Regions from separate parts of the Callithrix jacchus genome. Here region 2 is linked to region 1. Evidence: chromatin contacts called from public Hi-C data. All regions are on one chromosome and are shown on one strand. Each heading gives the region's core, a stretch centred on a gene start, on an enhancer-like site or on the middle of the called end of the contact. The rest is flanking DNA. Distances are from core to core; before and after follow the strand shown. Region 1 overlaps KCNQ1 (potassium voltage-gated channel subfamily Q member 1). Region 2 has its middle 4.7 kb from the start of TRPM5.

Region 1 (4,875 bases), core at 2,202-4,701:
CAGTCAGGAATCTTCCCCCTGCAGTGACTCCACACACCTGAGCGCATGTGTCCCCAGAGCACTGCATGTGGGCAGGAGAGGTTCTGCACCTGCAGTCTGTCCCACGGAGCCCAGGCGCTTGGTGTTTGCGGCCCCGCCATCAAGTTTCCAAGCCGTCATCGAGGCGTGTGAGTGTGGCTGAAGACACCAACAGCCACCGTGATGGCCGGCTGTCACCCAAACAGCATAGGAATGGAAAGGCCTGACGGCAGATGCAGAAGGCAGTGTTGCCTGTGGTCTTCTAGAAGAGAGGCTGCGAGGCGGGGTTATGTCAGCCTCCAGGTTGCAGGTACACATCACAGTGCCCCTGTGACAGGCAGAGAAGCTGCAGCAATTCCGTTCATTCACCTCTGCCTTGAAGGAAGTTTACGGCTTTTCCACCGTGTCCTGAAAGTTTAAAGCTTTCAACCTGGGCCTGGAGGAGTCAGGGTCTGCAGATCTGGGTCCGGGCCACAGCCCCCTTCCCTCCCCAGGACTCCGTTTGCTCATCTGAGAGTGGGGGTATGTGACGCCTTCTGGCAGGTCACTGAGAGGCTGGGGCAGTGGTGTGAATTCGGGTGCGTGGCTGGCAGACGTGGCTGTCACATGGCTGAATGGTGGCCCTGAGGTGTCTGTGTCCTTGTCCTGTGAACAAGGTAGGTTGTGTGGACAAAGGGGCTTTGCAGGGTGACTGAGGGATGCCTCATACCCAGGTAGGCCCTACCTGTGATCTCAGGGGTTCTTGTAAGAGAAGCAGGAGGGTCCGAGTTGCAGAAGGGGACAGGAAGATGGAGGCCAAGCTGGGTGACAGGGACGCTGCTGTGCCGCCCTCTCTGCAGCGCCATCCCTGCTCATGTGCGCCGAGACCAGAGCCCAGCAAGGTGTCTCACGCCGAGGGCCAAAGGGTCCCAGGGCCCAGCCTCCAGGACGCCAGCTGTGCCGGGTCGGGGAACCAGGCTGCAGTCCTGTGTCTCCTCAGTTTACCCAGGTGTGACCTCAGAAGCCCTTGGAGCCTCAGTTTCCCTGCCCGTAGCGTGTGTTCGATGGCACCCTGTGGTGATGTCGCACTCTGGCAGAGTCTTGTGGGGATCTGCGTTACTGTCTGCAAAGCACTGGCTGGGCCAGTAGTCGGTGGGCGGGCGCGTGGGTGCCAGGCAGTGGCCTGCGGGGGCACTTCCTATTACTGGACAGAGAGCAACTTAATGGATCCTCCCACAGCCACTGGGGGGTGGCAGGTTTTGCCACATCTTTGCAGGAGATGGCACTGGGAGCTTCCGGGCTTCTCCAAGGCCTCAGGGTGAAGTAGACTCTCACTCCTGACTCCCTGCTGACACATCCCTCCACAGCCTGGTAGAAGCACTGTGGGCGGCTTCTTTGTGTTGATGAGAAAACTGAGGCAGGGGAGCTGCCTGGGTCACATGGCCACGGAGGGGCAACCAGTGGGCCCTGCATCACCGTGTGCAGATGCTGCCCTGGGCCTCTGCACCCCATGGGCCTGGGGAGCAGGCGGGCGGTATCTCCTGCTGGGGGAGCAGGCGGGCGGTATCTCCTGCTAAGGGAGCAGGCGGGTGGTATCTCCTCCCCAGGGAACCCCTGCTCTGCTTCCTTGTGGCTGAGCCAGGCTGTGTCTAATCTTACTTCCCTGCTCACTGCAAATCAAAACAAACAGACGCCCAGGAGGATTAGGTGTGGCAGACGGAGCCCTGGAGGGGTGGGAAGAGCCGGCAGTTACACCAGCAAGGGGCGGAGACCCAGCCCAGCCTTGGGGGTGCAGGGTTCAGGGCCAGGGCCTGTGGGTTGGCGCAAAGGCTCTTCTGAGAGCCTGGAGGGAGCCCTGCTCTGGCAGTGGGCAGCATGTTCAGGGCAAAGTGGGCCAGGCTGAGCCCACTTGCGGCACCCGGAATGGTGCCCAGTGCAGAGGGGCCCTCCCCCTCCTGGCTGACCTTTGCTCGTGTCCCCGTAAGATCCACAGATTCACCCTATGGAGGGGACCCTGCACAGTCGTCCTGGAGGCTCCAGCCGTGTCTGTCGAACAAAGTACTCTGCACCCACCCCAAGCCAGCACTGTGTGGATTATGGCCCCAGAGACAGATGAGGGCATGGTGGTCAGTGTGGGAGACTGGCAGGGCCTGGACACCCTGTCCAAGCTGTGCAGGAAGTATCCTTAGAGCCAAGGCAGTGTGGAGGGTGGGGTGCAGAGAGGGCCCCTGGCTGGAAGCACCTCACGTGCAAATGCCAGGCAGTTGATGCAGCCAGAGCTCCGGGTGGGCAGGGTCAGGGGACCGAGGCCCAAGGAAGGGCAGGGTTGCATGCCAGCTTCCAGGTGCTCCTGGGAACCACAGGGCTGATCACACTTGTATTTGGGCCGAATGTCCCAGTGAGGGAGTAACCTCAGGAAGCAAAGGAAGGGTCATGGTGGCAGGGACACAGTGGCAACTTTGGGGCTTAGAGATTAAATGAAGGAGGGCCAGGCGCGGTGGCTCACGCCTATAATCCCAGCACTTCAGGAGGCCGAGGCGGGTGGATCACAAGGTCAAGAGATCGAGACCATCCTGGTCAACAAGGTGAAACCCCATCTCTACTAAAAATACAAAAAATTAGCTGGGCATGGTGGCGTGTGCCTGTAATCCCAGCTACTCAGGAGGCTGAGGCAGGAGAATTGCCTGAACCCAGGAGGCGGAGGTTGCGTTGAGTCAAGATCATGCCATTGCACTCCAGCCTGGGTAACAAGAGCAAAACTCCATCTCAAAAAAAAGAGATTAAATGAAGGAGCTCACACAGGGCTGATCACCTCCTGTGTGCCAGGCCCTGTCCTGGGCGTGGACTGCAGCCCACTCTTGGGGTGCTCATGGTCTGGCGGGTGCACAACAGACTCTGGTCCCAGCGGCGATACTTGAGTATAAAGGACACAGTGGGGTGCTGTGGGGGCCAGGTTTGGACGTCAGAACTGGGCTCTGCCCATGAGACACAGCCGCCTGCTGGACCCTCAAGCTGGCCTTCCACGCTGGGCAGCAGCAGGTATAGGGGGACTGAGGTGGGCTGGGCCAGGCACAGTCAGGACTGGCAACAAGGCTGGGAGGAGCTGGGGTGGTCTGGGGCCATCGTGGTATCATGCTGGGGGGCGACATTGAGGGTTCACTGTCTGGCTGGGTATGTGGGCTGGGGGTGCCGAGGGCGGAGGTGGGCACTGCGGTCAGGGGGAGATGAGGATGGATGGGCAGGTTGCACACAGGGGCTCACTGGGGTTGGCTCTGCGGGTGGAGCTGGCCGGTGTGGGCAGGATGGGGTGTCGTTGAGGCAGGTGGCTGAGGAAGTGGTGGCTGCAGCAGCGGGACTGTGGCTGTGGGGAGGGAGGAACCCAGGAAGGGGGCCTGAGCAGGGTCATTGGCTGAGTGAGTCCTCCAGTGCCTTTGGATGGGGCAGCCAGAGGCCTGGAAAGGATTGCCTGCCCACAGGAGCTTGTGGAGCTGGCCCCAGAGCCCCAGCTCGCTTAGAAGCCTCTGTGCATGGGAGGATGAGCCAGGGCAGGCCGTGCAGGGAGGTAGCCTGCTTGCTGTGGGCTCTGGGGACCTGGGGAGGGTGTGTCAGGCTGTGCGCAACTGGACAGGTGTGAGAGGATGGGTTCTGGGTGCGGCCGAGTGCAGGAGTTCCCCTGGCTGCCCTGGGTAGGTTAGAAGCCACTCGGGATGGCAGGACCTCAGGGAGAGGAGGAGCCTGGGGCACCCTATGCTGGCACCCCCACGTTGTGTGTGTGGCTTTCTGTTTGTGTCTCCCGGGGACCTTGGAGCCATGTGGCCGCTTGCTGGCCGTCCTGTCGCTGAGAACCCATGAGCAAGCTGAGGCCGGGGTCCCTCCGCTTGCTCCCTTGGAGTCTCCCCTGAGGCAGGAGGAAGGCGGGGCAGGCCCTGGAGAGTGCGTTTGCGGAGGCAGCAGCTCCTTATCTTTATGGTTCCGGGGATCAGAGCAGGCGGCCCGTCTGTTCTCCACGCACCCACAGAGCGTTGGCCCCAGGGTGGGGCTCTGCGCCTTCCCTTTCATGGGTTCTGTGGCTCAGCCTCAGGGCCCTGGGGAGGAGGAAGTAAAACCACATGATAGGGCCCACAGCCTGCAGCCTCGAGGCCCCTCTGCCAACCAGATGCTTGGTGCAGATGTTAGGACCCTCACCCAGCCGGGCTGGCTTCTGTGCTGTGACCACCAGCACCCCTGCCCTGGGCCTTCCACTCTTGGTCAGGGGCCACTGACTGCGCTCCGGAAGTGAGCTGTAAAATCAGCTGTGCCGAGATGCAATTCCACGCCGTGTTTCACTTACAGAAAGTGGGCCCCTCGTGGCTGTAGGACACTGAGCGTTGTGTGGCCATCACGGCCATCTGCATCCAGAGCGTTTAACCCGCCCTGGGGCAGCCACCAGTCTGCTTTCTGTTTCTGTGGCTCTGGCTGTCCTGGGGGTAGCCACGTGGCAGGTGGTCAGCAGGCGGTCACCTGTCTGTGTCTGACCTTGGCACCATGTTTCCAGGGCAGGTGTCTGGCCTGTGTCTGGCCTTGGCACCACTTTTCCAGGGCCCGTCCATGTGGCGGCTTGTGTTGGCACCTTGTCCCGTCCCGTGACGGGCCGGCATCCCTCGTGCAGACCCACCTTGAGTCAGCTAACGGACAACCTGTGCTCAGCTAACGGACAACTGCATTTTCACAGCACTGTCCATTCCTACCCAGGGGCAGGGCTGAGGCCGGGGTCCCTCCGCTTGCTCCCCAGGTGCATCTGTGGGGTGGACTGAGGCCGTGGAACCGACCGCTGTGGGGTAGGCAGAGGCCGTGGAACTGACCACCGTGTCCCTGTCTTGCAGCTTCCTCATTGTCCTG
Region 2 (4,410 bases), core at 737-3,236, 110 kb before region 1:
GCCACATCTGGACATGTGCCCTGCAACTGGGGGTGCATGACGGCCATGTCCCCAGCACAGGGTGTGCGGGAGTTGGGGTTTGGCCATGACCCTCGGCCTGGGGGACAGGGCTGGACTGGATGACACAGTTACCCTCACTTTCTCCGTGACACTTAGGTCACAGATGGGGGACTCCCTCTTCCCCCTTCCATCCCTGGCAGCAATGGGGGGCCTGGGCCTTGGGAGGGTTCCTCCAGGGCTCCCTGGCCCCTCTCCGGGGAGGCTCGGCTTTGCCTCTTGGAAGTTCTGGGATAGGACACCCAGGAGCACCCTTCAGCCCGGAGCCCAGCAGTGCCTCCCCCAGTCTGCACAAGCCGCCTGGGAGAAGCAGCAGCTGTTACAGGCAGAAGCAGCCACAACCGAAGCTCTCGCCCTTCCCAGGGGCCACAGCCCCTCTTTTCTCCCGAGGATGGGGCAGAGCTGGGGGCCCGGCAGCTGGGGTGGGGGAAGCTGAGCAGCAGCATGGGCAGCCTCGCCCTCACGACTCCTTTCCCCAAGCCCAGAATCAGCACCGCCCTCCCCCCCGGCCAGCCCAGGGACTGAGGGGGCATTTGGGCAGGTGTTGGGCACCAGGCAAATAGGCTCAGAGGGAGGCGGTGCAAACGGCTGGGATTTGCATGAGCAGGTGCCCAGGTCTTCTGCGCCCCTCCCTGTGTGTCCCAGTGTGGGAGGGAGCTGGGGGCAGCCAGGGGCCTTCGTGACCCCTGGCCAGAAGTCCATCCCAGAACTCCGAAGAGGCAAAACCGAGGCAGCCACTTGGGTGATGAAGGCCCTGGGTCTTTCGCTCAGGGCAGAGGGCACCCATAGCCACAGCCATCCCAGAGACAGCCAGAACCAAATGTGGCCTCCCGGGCACCCCACAGCCAGCGTAGGGCGGAGCTGGATGGCCAGGTCCTGGGGTTCCAGCCCCACTTGTTCCCCCAGGCTGTGTGACTTTGGGTGGGTCCCTCAGCTTCCCTGGGCCAGCCTCATTTGTGAGATTTGGGGGAACGGGTGGTCACAAGGAGAGGGTACAAAAACGGTCCCGTCCAGCAGGCAGGAAGTCAGCTGTGTGTCCCTCTTTCCTCCCCATGAGGATACCCCACCTCCCTGGACTGCAGTGGAGGATATGGCTCAAGGAAGTGGTGGCAAGAGGACAGTGGTGACTCAGTGACCCCAGATTCTCCCACTGCCCCACTCCCCCTGCCGTCGGCTTCTGAGCCACACCTGCCTTTGCAGGCTGCTGACCAGACACTGTCCCTGAAGTCCCAGATCCAGAGCCCGTGGCGCTGGCCCTCCTGCCCAGACCCTCTCCCACCACTGGGCAGCCCGTTCCAGAATGCCCCACCTCACCCACAGTGGGGCCGGCCCTCCACAGCCCTGGGAAGTGGGGCTTCTCCCTGCTAGAGATAAGGAAACTTAGGCAAGAGGCAGAGGAGTGCCAAAGCGGCACTGTCCTGTCTCCCCTCCTTGTGCCCACCTGCCCTTCCCACCCGGGAGGAGGGGGTACGACCCCACCCCTTCTTCCCACCTGGGAGCCAGCAGCGGTGTGAGGTTCCTACCTGCCTGCCTTCTCCCAGCACCCCGACTCGCGGCTGCTGCCCAAGGAGGGAGTGGCGCCGTCTGCCTGCCTTGCGGGGTGTGCCTGTGGGCCTGGCTCTCAAGCCCTTCCTCCTCCTCTTCCCTGCCCAGCACGCCTGGCACCTGGGCAGCCAATGCTGGCCCCAGGGAGCTGACTGTGAACCAACACAGGGCACCACCTGACATGACCTGCTTGGCACAGGCTGAAATCCACCGTGAAATGCGATTGCACAGGGCTTTTCACCTCCGTCTGCACAGCAAGTGAGCACAGGAGCTGCCTCGAGAGCACACGTCTCACGCTGGCTGTCCCACGAAGGACAGGGAGCCAGAGGGACAGCCTCCTCCCAGTGGTGGCCCTGGGAGGCCACAGGGCATTGGCGCATGGCTGATGGTGTCTCATCTGTGCTGGACAGGCTGCACAGCGTGGACCAGCTGTGAGTGATGCCCATTCACTGCTCAGCACCAGGGGTGCTCTGTGAGGACCGTCCCTGCATCCGGAGGCAGGACAGGCTTCCAAGGGGACAGAGTGTGCCGCTGGAGTCCCGAAGTCCTGGATCCAACCTGCGATCGAATCCTCAGCCACTCTGGGCCTCAGTACCTTGGAGTGTGAAACAGGGACTCCGATAGCCCAGCTTCTGGGAGGTTGCAGGGGACACATGAGGAGAACAGAGCCTGGGGGATACCTCTGTGTGCCCCTTCCCAAAAGGGACTCCAAGGACCCCCTGCCCAGGGCCCCTCAAACCATAAACTCCATGAATGGCGGGGAACAGTACCTAGGACTTACTCTCAGGGACACTGGTGGCCACTCTAGGCGGGCCTGTCAGCCACCAGAGGGCACCAAAGGACCACAGGCAGAGTCTGGGGCAGCGGTGGTGATGGGTAGCAGTGATGGTGGTGATGGTGGCAGTAGTCGCGGCGCTGGTGGTGGTGGTGATGATACTGATGGTCATGACGGCGGTGGTGATCCTGGTGATGGCGACGCTGCTGACGGTGGTGATCCCGGTGATGGCGACGCTGCTGACGGTGGTGATCCTGGTGATGGCGACGCTGCTGACGGTGGTGATCCTGGTGATGGCGACGCTGCTGACGGTGGTGATCCTGGTGATGGTGACGCTGCTGACGGTGGTGATCCTGGTGATGGTGACGCTGCTGACGGTGGTGATCCTGGTGATGGTGACGCTGCTGACGGTGGTGATCCTGGTGATGGTGACGCTGCTGACGGTGGTGATCCTGGTGATGGTGGCCACGGTTGTGATGCTGTTGGTGATTATGGTTGTGACAAAATGGTGCTCTTACCAACGAGAGTGGTGGTGATGACAGTGGTGGTGGGCATCAGGGTTGTGGGCGTGGTGATGGTATCACTGTTACCATCAACACAACCACCATCATCACCACCACCACCACCACCACCACCACACTCATCAGTAACACCACCATCACCATCACCACCAGCATCGGCCCCCAGGGCATCTCAGCTATTAGAGTCCCTGGTTTACACTCCAAGGTACTGAGGGTGGTGAATATAGTGATGATGGTGGTGGTGGTGGGAATGATGATGATGATGGTGGTGGGAATGATAATGATGATGATGGTCGTGGTGATGGTGGTGGGAATGATGATGACAATGGTGGTGATGATGATGGTGGTAGGAATGATGATGATGAAGGTGGTGGTGATGGTGGGAATGATGATGATGATGGTGGTGGGAATGATGATGATGGTGGTGGTGATGGTGGTGGGAATGATGATGATGGTGGTGGTGATGAAGGTGGTGGTGGTGATGGTGGTGATGATGGTGGTGGGATTGATGATGATGGTGGTGGTGATGAAGGTGGTGGTGGTGATGGTGGTGATGGTGTTGGTGGTGGTGGTGATGGTGGTGATGATGGTGGTAGGAATGATGATGATGGTGCTGGGAATGATGATGATGAAGGTGGTGGTGATGATAGTGATGGTGTTGGTGGTGGGAATGATGATGGTGGTGGTGGTGATGGTGGTGATGATGGTGGTAGGAATGATGATGATGGTGGTGGTGATGATGGTGATGGGAATGATGATGGTGGTGGTGGGAATGATGATGATGAAGGTGGTGGTGATGATGGTGGTGGGAATGATGATGATGAAGGTGGCGGTGATGATAGTGATGGTGTTGGTGGTGGGAATGATGATGATGATGATGGTAGTGGTGGTAGTTACTGTGGTGGTGGCAGTGATGGTATTAATACTGATGAAGGTGGTGGTGATGATGGCGGTGGACATTTTGGCAGTGGTGATGGCAGTGGTGGTTATAATAGTTGTGATGGTGGTGGTGGTGATAGTGATGGTCATGATGGTGGTGATATTGACAATGATTGTGGTGGTGGTCCTGATGACGGTGTTTGTGATGCTGGTGGAGGTGGTGGGGAGGATGGTCGTGGTGATTATGGTCATCGAGGTGATTATGGTGATGCCGAAATGGTGGTGTTTGAGTTGATGATGGTGGTGATGAACATGGTGGTGGTGGTGATAATGATCATGGTGTTGCTTATGTTGGTGTTTGTAATGATCGTGGAGGTAGTAGTGGTGGCCATGATAGTGTGTGAGTGGCAATGGTGTTCATGTTGGTTGTGATGGTGGTAGTGATTGTGGTGATAATGACGATGATTATGATGATGGTGGACACAGGGGTGATGGTGGTGCTTTTGGTGATGGCGGTGTTTGTGGTAATGGTAATGGTGATGGTGGTGGTGATGATGATGCTGGAGGTGATGGTGACAGTGGTGTTACTGAGGAGAGTGGTGGTGATGACTGATTTTGGTGATGATGGTGATG

Evidence for each region. A called contact is a pair of places that touch in the nucleus more often than the background predicts.
Region 2: a contact with region 1 is called in a Hi-C map of induced pluripotent stem cells, with 7 times the contacts expected there. The contact joins two enhancer-like sites. A contact is called at or near these places in 2 of 3 Hi-C or Micro-C datasets (induced pluripotent stem cells and skeletal muscle).

The regions. Positions count from the first base shown.
Region 1 is chr10:129,332,702-129,337,576 of calJac240_pri, reverse strand. KCNQ1 (potassium voltage-gated channel subfamily Q member 1) reads left to right here. Exons shown (of 12, transcript XM_078341766.1): 2 at 4,860-4,875. Among named protein-coding and RNA genes, the nearest start is that of KCNQ1, 78 kb to the left of the region's middle. Within about 2 kb of position 3,451, at least 2 of the 16 cell types and tissues checked have an H3K27ac peak or open chromatin away from gene starts, as enhancers often do.
Region 2 is chr10:129,440,692-129,445,101 of calJac240_pri, reverse strand. No RefSeq gene overlaps it. Among named protein-coding and RNA genes, the nearest start is that of TRPM5, 4.7 kb to the left of the region's middle. Within about 2 kb of position 1,986, at least 2 of the 16 cell types and tissues checked have an H3K27ac peak or open chromatin away from gene starts, as enhancers often do.